5 separate regions of the Rattus norvegicus genome follow, and all the other regions are linked to region 4. Evidence: chromatin contacts called from public Hi-C data. All regions are on one chromosome and are shown on one strand. Each heading gives the region's core, a stretch centred on a gene start, on an enhancer-like site or on the middle of the called end of the contact. The rest is flanking DNA. Distances are from core to core; before and after follow the strand shown.

Evidence for each region. A called contact is a pair of places that touch in the nucleus more often than the background predicts.
Region 1: a contact with region 4 is called in a Hi-C map of liver, with 4 times the contacts expected there. The contact joins two enhancer-like sites. A contact is called at or near these places in 2 of 12 Hi-C or Micro-C datasets (both in liver).
Region 2: a contact with region 4 is called in a Hi-C map of liver, with 1.8 times the contacts expected there. The contact joins the promoter of Id2 here to the enhancer-like site in region 4. A contact is called at or near these places in 9 of 12 Hi-C or Micro-C datasets (the A7r5 cell line, the Rat2 cell line, Schwann cells and 5 more) and 1 of 1 datasets of contacts at active chromatin or transcription factors (oligodendrocytes).
Region 3: a contact with region 4 is called in a Hi-C map of liver, with 5 times the contacts expected there. The contact joins two enhancer-like sites. A contact is called at or near these places in 2 of 12 Hi-C or Micro-C datasets (both in liver).
Region 5: a contact with region 4 is called in a Hi-C map of liver, with 7 times the contacts expected there. The contact joins two enhancer-like sites. A contact is called at or near these places in 2 of 12 Hi-C or Micro-C datasets (both in liver).

The regions. Positions count from the first base shown.
Region 1 is chr6:47,535,019-47,537,718 of GRCr8, reverse strand. No RefSeq gene overlaps it. Among named protein-coding and RNA genes, the nearest start is that of Id2, 65 kb to the right of the region's middle. Within about 2 kb of position 1,293, at least 25 of the 93 cell types and tissues checked have an H3K27ac peak or open chromatin away from gene starts, as enhancers often do. A contact at or near this core is called in liver, where this site is marked.
Region 2 is chr6:47,469,723-47,472,422 of GRCr8, reverse strand. Id2 (inhibitor of DNA binding 2) reads left to right here and starts at 1,428. Exons shown (of 3, transcript NM_013060.4): 1 at 1,428-1,839; 2 at 2,130-2,193. The coding sequence starts at 1,492. The coding sequence ends at 2,186.
Region 3 is chr6:48,172,397-48,175,096 of GRCr8, reverse strand. No RefSeq gene overlaps it. Among named protein-coding and RNA genes, the nearest start is that of Rnf144a, 570 kb to the left of the region's middle. Within about 2 kb of position 1,331, at least 4 of the 93 cell types and tissues checked have an H3K27ac peak or open chromatin away from gene starts, as enhancers often do. A contact at or near this core is called in liver, where this site is marked.
Region 4 is chr6:47,803,694-47,806,393 of GRCr8, reverse strand. The region is part of intron 4 of LOC102557053 (a long non-coding RNA gene); the gene reads right to left. Among named protein-coding and RNA genes, the nearest start is that of Id2, 330 kb to the right of the region's middle. Within about 2 kb of position 1,338, at least 4 of the 93 cell types and tissues checked have an H3K27ac peak or open chromatin away from gene starts, as enhancers often do. A contact at or near this core is called in hepatocytes and liver, where this site is marked.
Region 5 is chr6:48,129,558-48,132,257 of GRCr8, reverse strand. No RefSeq gene overlaps it. Among named protein-coding and RNA genes, the nearest start is that of Rnf144a, 620 kb to the left of the region's middle. Within about 2 kb of position 1,392, at least 6 of the 93 cell types and tissues checked have an H3K27ac peak or open chromatin away from gene starts, as enhancers often do. A contact at or near this core is called in liver, where this site is marked.

The sequences.
Region 1 (2,700 bases), core at 44-2,543, 270 kb after region 4:
TGGCAGATCAGTGACCTCAGTCACACTTGGCTCACTGTCCTCCGTTATGGGAAGAGGCTCCTTCCCTATGGCTGTAGGGACGGGGAGCAGAGCCAAGTACAGTCAGAGATCCAGGCATAGAAAGGACACTATCCACATGTTGCCCCAGGTCTCAGGGGAACGTCACTAAGGTCAGAATGTCCTGTGACTCGTCAACTATGCAAACCCGCACACACCTCGTGCAGCACTAAGGACTTTGCTCTTCACTGAGAGCCAGCCAGCACTATGACCCTAATCAGCCAGAATCCCCAAACTGGAAAGGAGCCATTCAGAACCACAATGATCCACTAAAGCCTCAGAGACTCCTTTATCCACACTCTTGACCTTCCTCTCTAGGCCCCTTAACCAGCCCTCACTGCTGTCCTTCCCTATCTGGGCTTCCCAGGCGTACTGGGAGCACACTTGGCCTCTCTCAGGCTGTACTTCGGAATTTCAGGTGTCCTGCTCCTGGAACATCAAAGACGGTACTTGTCCTGCCTCCTTAACCCAGTGGCCTATGGAAGTCCAGCCAGCCCAGGGCCTGTAGGTCATACTCCACGAAGCTGGCTTTGATCAGAGACTCCTCGGTCTACCAGCCCCTATGCCCACGTTCACTTCTCAGGCAGGTGCAATGGCTCTGTCGCTGCAGGCAGGTGGCAGCTGAGAACTACAGCGTAGACTCATTGTCCCTGTGCCGTTTTACCAGCCCTGCACCTCCAGGAGCCGCAGCCCATGTGATTACGGGTTAACGGGTTAACCGCTTTAATTTTAGAAGCAACCTCGAACAATGGCGTAGCAGACACTGGCTGTGTGTCTCACGATTCACGTTCTCTCCATACAGGGACAGCAATATTTTTAGGCTCTATTCAAGTAACCCGCCCCGCCTGCAGATGAAATATTAATTAAAGGTTACACTTTCAGCCCTCAGAAAATGATTACACAAGATAGCAATTATATTTTCTGTATATTAAAACTGCACCTTGCTGTGCACAGGAATTAATAATTGCAAACCCAGTTGTTACAGTGGCACCATCAAAGCTGGAAGAGGCGTGCCTGAGAGGGGAGAACAGACCCACAAAGAAAGTGGGTGACTTCAAAGAACAGAATCCCACATTCAGAGCTGGGATTGCTTCTCAAGGTCATTAACGATTCAGGATGTCTGACAGAGTGGCCCAGTTACAGAGTACACGGAGAAACGGAATTTAGAACAGAGTGCAGCTACTGCCTGAATTCTGGTGGTTAGACTGTCTGCAACCTGGCATCCCAGGGACCAGTAAGGCTGTTCTTGGAGCCTCTCCCAAGGGACTTTGAGACTCAAGATAGCCCGTGATCAGTGTTTGGAGGGCCAGCAATTCAAAGCTTCCCAGTTCTCCCACTAAAGAAAAATGGCAGCACATAGACAAGTGGCAGCTGCCTTAATCAAGCACCTACCGCAGCCTCCTCTGTGAAGCAGAAATTTCTATCCCCATTTTGTAAATAAAAGCTAAGACCCAAACAGATTAAATGAGTTGCCCACTGTGACACAGGAAATGTCAGAATTAGGATCCAAACCGATTGTCCCACAAGTCTATAAGTGTCAGGATGCTAAGTTTTTTCAGGGTGGTGTCTCCCACAAGCCACCTAGCATCATGACCAGCACAGAATAAATTTTACTAGTGTGAATGAAAGAATGAATCTCTGAATTAATCGATCATCTGTGCTTGGGAAGTTAAACTCCACAAACCAGCAGAGTAGACTTTTTTCTTTCTACTTCTCTGACTTTTGGTGGGTCCAGGATTCCAGTGAGTAGGTTAGGTGGTGGAGGAATGGGAGTGCCTTTTGTGTACAACAGATAGGCATGAGTACTGCCCCCTAACCCATGGCCTCATTTTTCCCTTCGAGACATTGTCAAACATTCTCCACAAGACAAAATATGGCACTGGTGGCTTGTGTCATGAAACAATTATGGTTTGTTTGACTCTGTGACAATGAGAAAATCAGATAGTTTCTACGAAGCTCCCTAGAGAAGCTCTTAGTGACCATGTCAAATCTCACCCTGACCCTGAGCAGACCCTGAACAGAGGTCCCATGACCCTCTCTGCCCTTCAAGTCTGAGAATTGGTCACACAGAGAAGCCTTATAGCTTTTCATGGAAGACAAGCATTCAGGTCACAAAGGGGTGGATGCATGGGGGAACTGTGGCCCCACTGGAATCTCCAAACATTGTGACCTGGAGGGCTGACTAAATGCGAGGGACAATTTGCTCCTAGAGATTGGAAGAGTGGGGGTACTGTAAAGCCACTCAGCTAGATCCCCTGTGGAGGAGAACGCCCACCTCTGCCCCCAGGCCCAAGCCAGCTCCTAGGAAGACAAAGACCAGCCTAGATAAATGAATTCTTCTAGGCATTCTGGTAGATGCTTCTACAGTGTGGGCAAGCTAAGAGGGTTGAGAGGAAGCCACCCAGGGAATCCAGCAGCTTCTACACAAAGGGTGCCACTCAGACTGAGTTCCTGGACACGGTCTGACAGAGCGCCAGAAGCCCATCGCCCTCACTGCCCATGCTGATGAGGTGTCTGTTTGGCAGCAGCCATCTGCCTACCCAGCATGCAGTGCAGCTGGCACTGGTCTCGGGGCCAGACACAGACGTAGAAAGATGCAAGCTGAGTGCAGTAATGCATTAGAGTCCCGGTCACTTGGCAGCT
Region 2 (2,700 bases), core at 179-2,678, 330 kb after region 4:
GCAGTGCAAGCCTTGTGCAGATTTCTCTGCAGGGCAGAGAGTCCTGCAGCCTCCAAACTGAGATGGCCGGATTTTACCACCACTACACCACCGGACTCTGCCTCCTTAGAGAGAAGCCCTGGGGCACATGGCTGTCACGTGGAGGTCAGAGACTGCCTGGCCCACCAGCTGAGGAATTAATCATTAATTGAAGGGAAAATACTGTTTCTTCACCACGGAGCTTTGCCCGGATTCTGCATTCTTTCTCTTTATTGCATTCAGAGGATGTGGGAGATTGAGACCAAAAAAACCCTTTCTGGGCTTAAGATAAATATTGTTTTCCTCTAATACACGACTAATATACAGTAGTCTTCAGCAGAACAAGAATTCAGAAATTAAAGCGTTGGAGTCAAGAGCTCCAAACTTTTTCAAAATGTAGCTGCATCTAGGAGGGGTGCTGAAAGATTCCAAACCTCGTACGTAACAGAATTTTCTTTAAAAACAGCGATAAGCTGTCAGTCAGTAGCTAGGACCACCTACCTGACAAAGAGCTTCCCAAGAGCTGTAAGTGCTGGAATGTTGACACCAGAAATCACGATTTGCGCATAATTAATCGCATCACTTTGCCACCTACACTGAAGGGCACAGACCAAGGGCAATGTATGTAAATGTAGTTCCAGTGTGCAAACCCCACTAATGACCTTCGATTAATGGAGTCATTATACTAACTCTGCCTCGTTCTCGAGGAGGAGGGGGGGTCCCGGACGTACCAGGTCCCTCAGGGCTCCTCTGTGGTCTGAGGGAGACCGCACAGTGCTCCCTACAATTCGTGTCACTGAGTTTCCGAGAAGGCCTCCCGCGTTGCTCCAAGTTGCAAAATCCCACGCTAAACCTGCCGTGAATGTGTATGTGGGTAGGTTTCCCGCCCCTCCTCCCCTTAAATAGCTTTTGCTTTATCTTAAAAGAAGGAACTCCACAAATGTGACTTCCCAAAGGCGCGCTTCTTTTCCCTTCTGCCACGGTCGCTGTCTCCCTAACGCTAGCGACCTGTGACTTCCCGTCTGCTGTGCTGAGACCGCGGGGCTGCTGGAAACCCTGGGGCGGGGATAGCTAGCTCCGGGCACACCCCCGGGGCAGGGGTCCTGCCAGCTTTGGAAATTAGAATCAGGAGGGCACAATTGCACACTCAGGCCCCCTGGGTGCCCAGCGCACACTGTACTCAATTTACCACCCCAGCTGGGCTCTCGCCCGCTCCTCCCACCCCACGGGCATTGGCTGCGAACGCGGAAGAACCGAGAGCTCTCACTCACCAATGGGAGGATTCGCCTGGTATGATGGACGGCACCCCTCCCACCAATGGCGATTCAGGGATGCCCGATTGAGCGGCCAGGGCGAGTGCACATAAAAGACGCCCCGCCCGGCTCGCGCTTCATTCTGAACAGAGCCTGGTGCGGCGCAGCCACCTCAGCCCCCTGCGGCGGCTCCCTCCCGGCCTTTCCTCCTACGAGCAGCATGAAAGCCTTCAGTCCGGTGAGGTCCGTTAGGAAAAACAGCCTGTCGGACCACAGCTTGGGCATCTCCCGGAGCAAAACCCCGGTGGACGACCCGATGAGTCTGCTCTACAACATGAACGACTGCTACTCCAAGCTCAAGGAACTGGTGCCCAGCATCCCCCAGAACAAGAAGGTGACCAAGATGGAAATCCTGCAGCACGTCATCGATTATATCTTGGACCTGCAGATCGCCCTGGACTCGCACCCCACTATCGTCAGCCTGCACCACCAGAGACCTGGACAGAACCAAACGTCCAGGACGCCGCTGACCACCCTGAACACGGACATCAGCATCCTGTCCTTGCAGGTGAGACTCGCTTGCAAGTACCCCGCTGCCCAGATGCTCCCGGTCGTCCGAAACTGTCACTCTTAAAGCCCATCGTAGAGACAGGTTCATTAACTTTATTTTTAAGAAAACTGTGCATTGAGCGTCATGTAAGAAATCGCTACTTCTAAGTTCTGTGTGGGTTGCGTCTGGATCTGCATTGTAGCATGAACCTGTTTAATGGGACTTGTTGGCACTTTCGTAAAGGGAGGAGGGGGCTACCTTCCTTTAAGATTGCCTAATATCCTGCTTTTTATCCTCTTTCTCTCCAGGCGTCTGAATTCCCTTCTGAGCTTATGTCGAATGACAGCAAAGTACTCTGTGGCTAAATAAATGGTGAGTGTTTGCGGGTGCCTCCTGTGTGCGCGCTTCGGTAATGTACTTGTGTGTCTGTTAAATGTTTGGTTTGGTAAATGCATGCTTACTTCACCGTGTTACGGGTGCCGCTTGTCCTTCCAGAGAGGCATGAAGGGGCTTGTCGCTGTGGTTGCTCCGGATTACGGAACAGTTGCCGAGAGAGAGAGAGAGAGAGAGAGAGAGAGAGAGAGAGAGAGAGAGAGAGAGAGAGAGAGAGAGAGAGAGAGAGAGAGAGAGAGAGAGAGAGAGAGAGAGAGAATGAATATGAATATAAATGCCAGTAACTTACTATGAAGGTGTCAGGACAAAGTGTTATTGGCTTTTATGAGCCCAGTGGTGGTGCTATGAGGTACTAACCTCAGCTCTAATTAATCTTATCGCCACAAATTCCATAGTGTTCTCTTCCCCCAAAACTGAAGTCCTCTGAGATTTCTCTGGCTAGCTGAAGACGGCTACCCGGAGCCTTACCCCTGTGCTCCGGGATCC
Region 3 (2,700 bases), core at 82-2,581, 370 kb before region 4:
AGACCTCATCACAGCACCTCAGCGTGGGTAACTTCCTCTCCCCTTTTGGCCTCTACAACGTGAACACCACATAGTGGCCTCTGCTTGCTCTGAACTTAGCCTGATGAACCACACAAAAACATGACCACTTGTTATGGGCAAAGAAAAATCTCTTGTTGTCATTCCGGTGTAGTTCTTTGTTTCCGGTTTAAGATAAAAGTAAAAAAAAAAAAAAGTAAGTTAAATAAAATTTCAAACACAGAATAAATGATGTAAGGACATCATCAGCACATAAAATAAATGACTCGGGTGGGTGTATCGGGGTCTTATTTGTATCTATGATTAAATTCATGCTGACTTTAACTCTTTAAGTCAGAAGTGACTTTTCGCTAGTTCTTCAGATGTCTGTCACCTTTTCTTTATAGGCTCTTTCAAAATATCCTTAAATTAAAAAATGACTGCAAAGCAGCACGAATCATTAAAATGATGTCTGCTGCACACTGCATGGAGAAGGGTTTAATGCATCCCTGTATTTTTATTCCTAACAACAGCAGGGGTTTATGTGCTAGCTTAGCACCACCTGCTTCACAGGGCACTGTACACTTTTTGTCTGTAAGAAAATGTCAAAAGGGGGAGCTAGTTAGCTAATTGATTAGAGATTGGGGCTTAAAGTTTGCAGGCAGAAGAGGCTTTCAGAGGTCATGTAAAACCCCAGGAATGCTTTTTATCCCATTCCCCTCCCCCACCCCTGTAAGGCAGTTCATTTCAGCCCTCTCCTTCCTCTCCCATAAGCCCAGCATAGAAGCCGATTTACAGTTTGACAACAAAACAGAAGTGGATTTTAGCTATGCAGCTCACAGAAGCTGAGCCACCAATGGAAAACGATTGTTGAGCTCCAGTCCTTGCAGTTTGGAGCCGTAAGAGTACAAAGGTGAAGGAAACAAACTGCGGCAGAGGCCTGTGGGGCTGCTTTGAGTCAAGGGCTTCAGCAGCACTGCAGAAGCAGGTTTCTAACACCTTTCAGGGCAGCTCTGCACTTACGCTAATGTGTGCTATTTCATGCGATGAGACTCAATGTGTCAAACGCAAGGCACGTTGTGGTGAGAGGTGAGCATTGCCAAGCCCTCCCTCTGCTTTAGATTCTCTGGACCCCGTTCTCCTCTCCCAGCATTGCTTAAACCACTTCACTTTCACCCTTTTCTGCTCAAGCTATTATTTTGGAACCAAAGATCAAACAAAGTTGTTTTTGTGATCCTTTTTCCTGTTTGCTTTATCATTTTCTCCCTCAGTTAGAAACTCAGTTCCCGCCCACACTCACACCTGTGCAAGGCTGCCCTGAGACACAGCATGGGACCAGCCAAGCTCAGACTCTTGAGCAAACATCCCCCAAAGGGACCAGTAGCCTGTGTGCGTGCATGTGTGTGACTGTCTGTTTGTTTCTATGAAACATTAACAGAATTTACTAATGACTTATAATACATATGTGTATTCCCACCCTCCAGCACCCTCAAGAAATGCCAAGTCTTTAATAGGAGGCACATGATGTTAGGAATTCTAGGGGATCAGCTCTTATTCTTGTGTATAAATATGTGTGCACTTATAGACATACTTGATATACATACAGTAGTTTACCGTTTAAAAAATATTTCAATGCATTTCATCATTTGATCTGGAGAAGGGAATAAAATAGAACAGTCAACCCACCACCACATTGCTTCCTTCACATAGAATACTCTCAAACTGTAGGGCAGTACATGAGTGCGGTACAGTGTTTGTGTGTGTGTGTGTGTGTGTGTGTGTGTGTGTGTGTGTGTGTGTGAGAGAGAGAGAGAGAGAGAGAGAGAGAGAGAGAGAGAGAGAGGGAGGGAGGGAGAGAGAGAGAGAGAGAGAGAGAGAGAGAGAGAGAGAATTCCTACATGCATGTTTGGTTTGGCACAGTTAAAAATCAAAGGTCAAGACTCTAAACTAACCAGATGTAAGAGCTATGTTCAATGATACACAACCGTGATCTCAGCATTCAAAAGACAGAGGCAGGGGGATTATTGCAAATCTAAGGCCAGTGGTTTACATGATAAGTAGTTCCAGGCCAGCTAGGGCATCATAGAAAGTCTTCATAAAAGGTTCCTTTCCTTTCCTTTCCTTTCCTTTCCTTTCCTTTCCTTTCCTTTCCTTTCCTTTCCTTTCTTTTCCTTTCTTTTCCTTGCCTTCCTTCCTTTTTTTGTTCTTTTCTTTCTTCACTCATTTTTGTCCTGAGCAAAGATCTCATATAAGCCAGGCTGGCTGTCAATTCAATGATGACTTTAAACCTCTCACCTTCCTGTCCCCATAGCCAATAAGCTAGGATTACAAACTTACACCCGTATGCCCAGTTTTTGTAATTCTGAGGACCTAACCCAGGGCATTGCATATGATAGCCAAGTACTCTTTGAGTTATAGCTCCAGCCTCTCCCCGCAAAAAACTCATCCTGACACTTATAACAGATTTCAAAGACTTGATGCCACCCTGCTTGACCATTATATGGCTAGATAGTTGGTTGGGGCTTGAGGCATTGGTGGACAGAATTGTTAGGGATATCCTGGTCTACAGTGAGTTGCCTTAAGTTCAGGTATCTTCTGGAAAGACGCACATTCATGATTATTCATGTACAAGTTTAAGGATGGGAAGTATTGAATGGCTGATCCTCTCAAGCCAGCTTGGATCCTTTTTAGAAGGAATGTTTG
Region 4 (2,700 bases), core at 89-2,588:
CAGCAAGGTATTTATGGGGACAGCCACCACTGTCCTCTGAAAAATCCTAGCAGGGATACTGGCAAGCAGGGGCCCATCCACAGGCAGATCTGAAAAGGACCACAAGTTTCCAGAGGTGATTTCCCTCTGTGAGAAATGTGACTGGGCTTTGTGCACACCAGGCACAGGCACTAGATATGGCTTGTCTATCCTCATCCCTAACATATCTCAGACTCTGGTACCACACACAACCATCCACCATGGGCATCCTGCAGGCCCCAGGCTATCTGATACCATGAGCTAAATTTGCACCAGGGTTGACTTCCTAAACAGTGGAAACTTCCAGCTCACATAAGCTTAGACCTCAGACTTGTTTCTTCCCTCCAGGGCATAGCTCTCCAGAGTTCAGGTCTGAAAGTCTCTGCCAGCCTGAGACTCTTGTCTACCTTCCAGCATGACCAGGCAACACTGTGAGCTTTCTGGTCTATCCTGCCCTGTTCCCTTCCATCGCAGAGCAGAGGAATCCATGTTACATCCCACCAGTTCCCCATACACAATCAAATCTACAGGGGCAGAACCCTGAATGCACTGACACTTATCGCTTTACACCATAGAGGCCTGGAGCAAACAGGATCACAGACTGAATATGGATCTCCACATTCCTGTTTCCATCCATACCAGGAGGCTGTGTCAGGACCTGCCCTGGAGTGCACCATCAAGGCAGGACCAGAGTTCAATCTGCCTGGCCCCTTTCCATTAGGTGAACTCCCCACCCCCACACACAGATTTCTATTTGCTGCTGAGTTTAATTTGCAAGTCCCTGGCCTCACAGAAGTTAGTTTCTGTTACCAGGAATTTTCCAGTGTATTTTAAGTTCTGATCTGATTGTTGTTTTTCTCTCTCCAGAACATCTGTATTTGGCATCAGGATTTACCAGTGATACTCTCTCAAAGCAAAACAGACTCCGTCTGACAGGATGTCTGTTTCAGAAAGGAAAAGGTGAGTGCTTCTTCCTTTGAAGCTGTATGCTAGTCTGCAGGCTCAGGGGCTTGCTACCACAACCAGAATGGGTTGGAGGAAAATTCTAAACCTGAGACCTCACTTCAGACTGATCCAAGCTGCACAGTTAGTAGAAGAAGGCCTCTAAGCTGTTCATCCAGTACATGACCATCCCTGCCTGCTCTGGCCTGTGGCCACCAGCAGCACTGTGCCCGGTTTCTGGAAATGAGCCGCCTTCATGAAGTCTGGCCATCCTCTCGTCACACCGTGGCGCGGACCAGCCAGCGCCAGCTAGACTCTACGTGTCGAGGGTAACGTGCTGACGGGCACACTGCTCCCAGCCACAAGCTTTCCAGCCAGGTTGCTGGGCCAGGCTGAGGGGTGATGTCAGATGTTCCTGCCCCGAGCTGAGTTGGCTTTTGACTAGACAGTAATGTGTGTGAACAGACACAGCTTCCCTGGGAATCCTAGAACCCTTCAGGAGGCTTTTGTGGACTTTTTCCAGTGATTAAAAAAAAAAAAAAGCAAACCAGCTGATCCCACTCATTGCTGCTCACTTAGGAACAAAGCAAGAGGACTGGGCTGGGCTGGCTCAGAGCAAGCACTTGCCACAGGCACCAGGACCTGAGTTCAATCTCGAGAACCCACATGTAAATATCAAACATGATGATTTGAGTTTGCAAACTCAGCGCTGAGGATGATGCAGACACGGGAGAACCTCTAGCCTTGTTGGCCAGCCAGTCTCACCTAATCATCCTGTCAAAGAAAAGCTGTATGACCTCCAGGGAATCATACTGAAAGTTAGTCTCTGGCCTTCCAAGCACAGGCACATATGTGTATCCTGCAGTACAGACATAACCCACACATACATATAAACATACACATATACACATATATGTAAGAATGCTATGTACAGTTCATGCTCCCACTTACCCTGATGAGTATAATCCTTGCCCTTCATCAAAGAAGTTTCATTCTTCAGTAGGTAAAGACAGTTACAGAGATTCAAAAATGTAGAGAATAAGTGTCTGTGTGATGCTCAAACCCAATTAATACAGCTGCAACACAGGCTCAGAGGAAATCATGGACGACGGCACAGGAAGATTGTAGGAGCCAGAGGACCAGGATGTCTGCTGCTAGATGGTGACCCCATAGATATGACAGGAAAAATTCACCCATGAAATTTCAATAATACAGTCACCTAAAAAGAACAGCATAGTGCCAACCCAAGTTGTCATGCTGACATGGGCAAGGAAGATTCCACATGGTCCCACCCCTAGATAAGCACCTACAGGTGGTCAGTGCTCCTGAGAGAGAGAATCAGTTTCCTATAGGGATAATTCCTGAACAGGTAGTTAAATCCCAAGTGGTCAGCTATGGACTCACGTATATATGAACAATGCTACATGCATTCAGTTGCTTGAATATGCACAATATACATTGTGCAAGCACATATTACATGTTATATACATAAAGAAGAGATCATGAATTTGGGAGAGGAACACAGGAGGAGTTTGGGAAGGAGAGAAAGGTGGGAATGATTACACACAATGCTTATGTAAGGAATTCTCAGAAGTAATTTTTTTATAAAGACCATTATTTGAGCATCCTGCTGCTTAGGCCACGGTGCAGAGCTACAGCGGCACACTCTTCTCGAGATACCCACAGGCACCCACTGACACATGCTCTATGAATCCCTAGGTAAGAAATACCCCCCAAGGT
Region 5 (2,700 bases), core at 143-2,642, 330 kb before region 4:
AGTGGTAGAGTGCTTGTCTAGCAAGCGCAAGGCCCTGGGTTCGGTCCCCAGCTCTGAAAAAAGAAAAAAGGAAAAAAAAATAAGGTAGGCAGTACCTAAGGAGGAAAACCCAAGGCTGTCCCATAGCCTTGATATGAATGTAACACACACACACGCAGACACAGACAAACACACATACACACAGATAAACGCACACACACTCACACACACACAGACACACAAACACACACATACATACACACACACAGACACACACATACAGACACACAGACAAACACACACATACAGACACATAGACAAACAGACACACAGGAACACAGATACACAGGCACATACATACATACATACACACAGACACAGATAAACGCACACACAAACACAGACACATAGACAAATGCATACACAGACACACAAACACATACATACACACACACTCACACACACACAGACACACACACACAGACAAACACACACACAGACACACAAACGCACACATACAGACACATAGACAAACACACACACAGACAAACAGACACACAGGAACACAGATACACAGGCACATACATACATACACACACACACACACACACACACACACACACACACACACACTCACAATCCTTCTGCCCTCTCGAGGCTGCTGTTTGACTACAGCCTGCCTAAGTGGATAGCTGCATTTCTGTTAAGCCTCTTATCTCAGGAGGTTTTCATTTCTCTGTTGCCTGCTTTCGTGCCTAGTGTGTGATAGTCAGAGCCACCTGATCTTTTGTAACAAATAAATCTCACTTTGATTTGAGCTCTGACTCCATCACACATTTGCCCAGTGGGCAAGCCACCTAGCTCTGTTGCAAGCCTCTGTCCATGTCCAGACAGAACAGACCAAATACAGATAGTAGTCGTGGAGCCCAGGCACGTAGCCGGCACAGAGTAAAGAGAGGCTGTGTCGGAAACACTATTGAAATTCTAGGGCACTGTGTAATGACCTCTCCTTGGTTCTAACAAATCATCCTCTCATTTGAATCTTCAGACTCGACCATCTACGTGGTACAGTGATGAGCTCACGGCCTTTCCACTGTTGAAGCTCTTTTAAGACACGTCAGCCCGGGACAGTGGCGACTCCTTGTGTTCCGATGGCCCTGTTCCAAGGCAAATGTTTAGGCTTGGCGGAGGGCTTGACAAGTTGCACTCAGTGAGAGTTCTGTGCTTTAAAGAGAGGCAAACACGGAAGCCTTTTTGTTGGCTTTTTTTGGAGGGGCTGGTGGGAGGGCGGTGAGGCAGAGGGACTGCTTTCTCAGCAGGCATATAACAGCCGTACAGGTGCACTGCCTCCTGGTGACACGGGGTGAACATTTGACCCACAGAGCCTGGTGAAGCCATCCCTGGGAGAGCCTGGAGCAAGTGCAATGCTGACTGTGTGCAGCCCTGTTTGACTTGGCTGTGGTCCCTGCAAACCTGGCATTGAGTATAGCCCAGAGGAAAACAGCCTTGACATTGACTCTGGTCATTGCAATGCTCTGGGCCACCTGTGGGTTTCACAACCTCCTTTCTATTGCCCACAGCATCCTGGCCGGTTAATTTGTGTTCCCAGAAAAGAAAGATCCCATTGCTCTCTTGCTCTGGTGCTCAGTATCTGGTCCAGGTCGATGCCTAAAGGCACTCACCTGTGTACACCTCCTAGTGCAGGCACTGGGCCAGCTGTACCCTCAGAAGCCTTTGTTCATTCCGGTTTCTCTCCTGTTTCCAAGCACCAATAAATATGCAAGTTCTATTGCGACGGGGAAGAAACTAACTAACATTCAGTAAGCACCTGCCTGGAGCCAGGTGCTGTCACACACAGCACCTTGTTTAATCCTCACAGCAATGCTATAGGCAAAAACTTAATACCTATATTCACTTGATAAAGAGGGTGAGCTTCTGAAGGCTTAAGCAATCAGGAGGCAGAACTCATCGGTACAGATCAGATTTGCCTCCAGACTTCTGAATCTCAGTTTATAGTCTTTTCATTCGCTGTGATGCCTCCTGCAATGTTCTGGAAAGAGCCGTGCAGGTGGGGTTTGGGGACCCCGATATTGTCATTTCAGATGAATCATTGCTACTCTTTCAATGGGTATAAAAATGAGGGAGCAGACAGGTTGTCTCTCAGAGTGCTTTGGATGTAAATGTATTACGTAGTACACGTACACATCGACAATAAATAGAACATGTGTGGAATGGGTACCTCTGGTCTCTAGCCATTAGCTCTGAAAATGTTGCCTGCCTACCTGCCACGATGGGCAAAGTCGTGTCTTGATGGGATTCTATTATGGACTCTGTGGAGGAGGTAACCCTAAAGGTATTCAGAAAACTTTTTATCCCAAGAGGAACAGCATAAGCTTCCAGTAACAAGGGCCATTTAATTTATATACTTATGATAGCCCATTGCATGGGCCTGCAGCTCAGCAGTTCCTCCTGCGGTCTTCCTTTGCCTTGACAAATGGCTGTAGTCTGATGTGTCACAAATGCAAGAATCCACACTGAAGCCCCTAAGGGCACAGCATGCTTTGCAGCCAAAATACATAGCCACACAGATTTGCCCAAGGGTAGCAGTGAAAATGATTGGGGAGGAGACTCTGCTGGTCACCGAGGTATGTGGACACTTTCACCTGCCTTATAGCATACACAGAGAAAGCAGACCATGTTCCCATTTTTTACCTGGGTAAA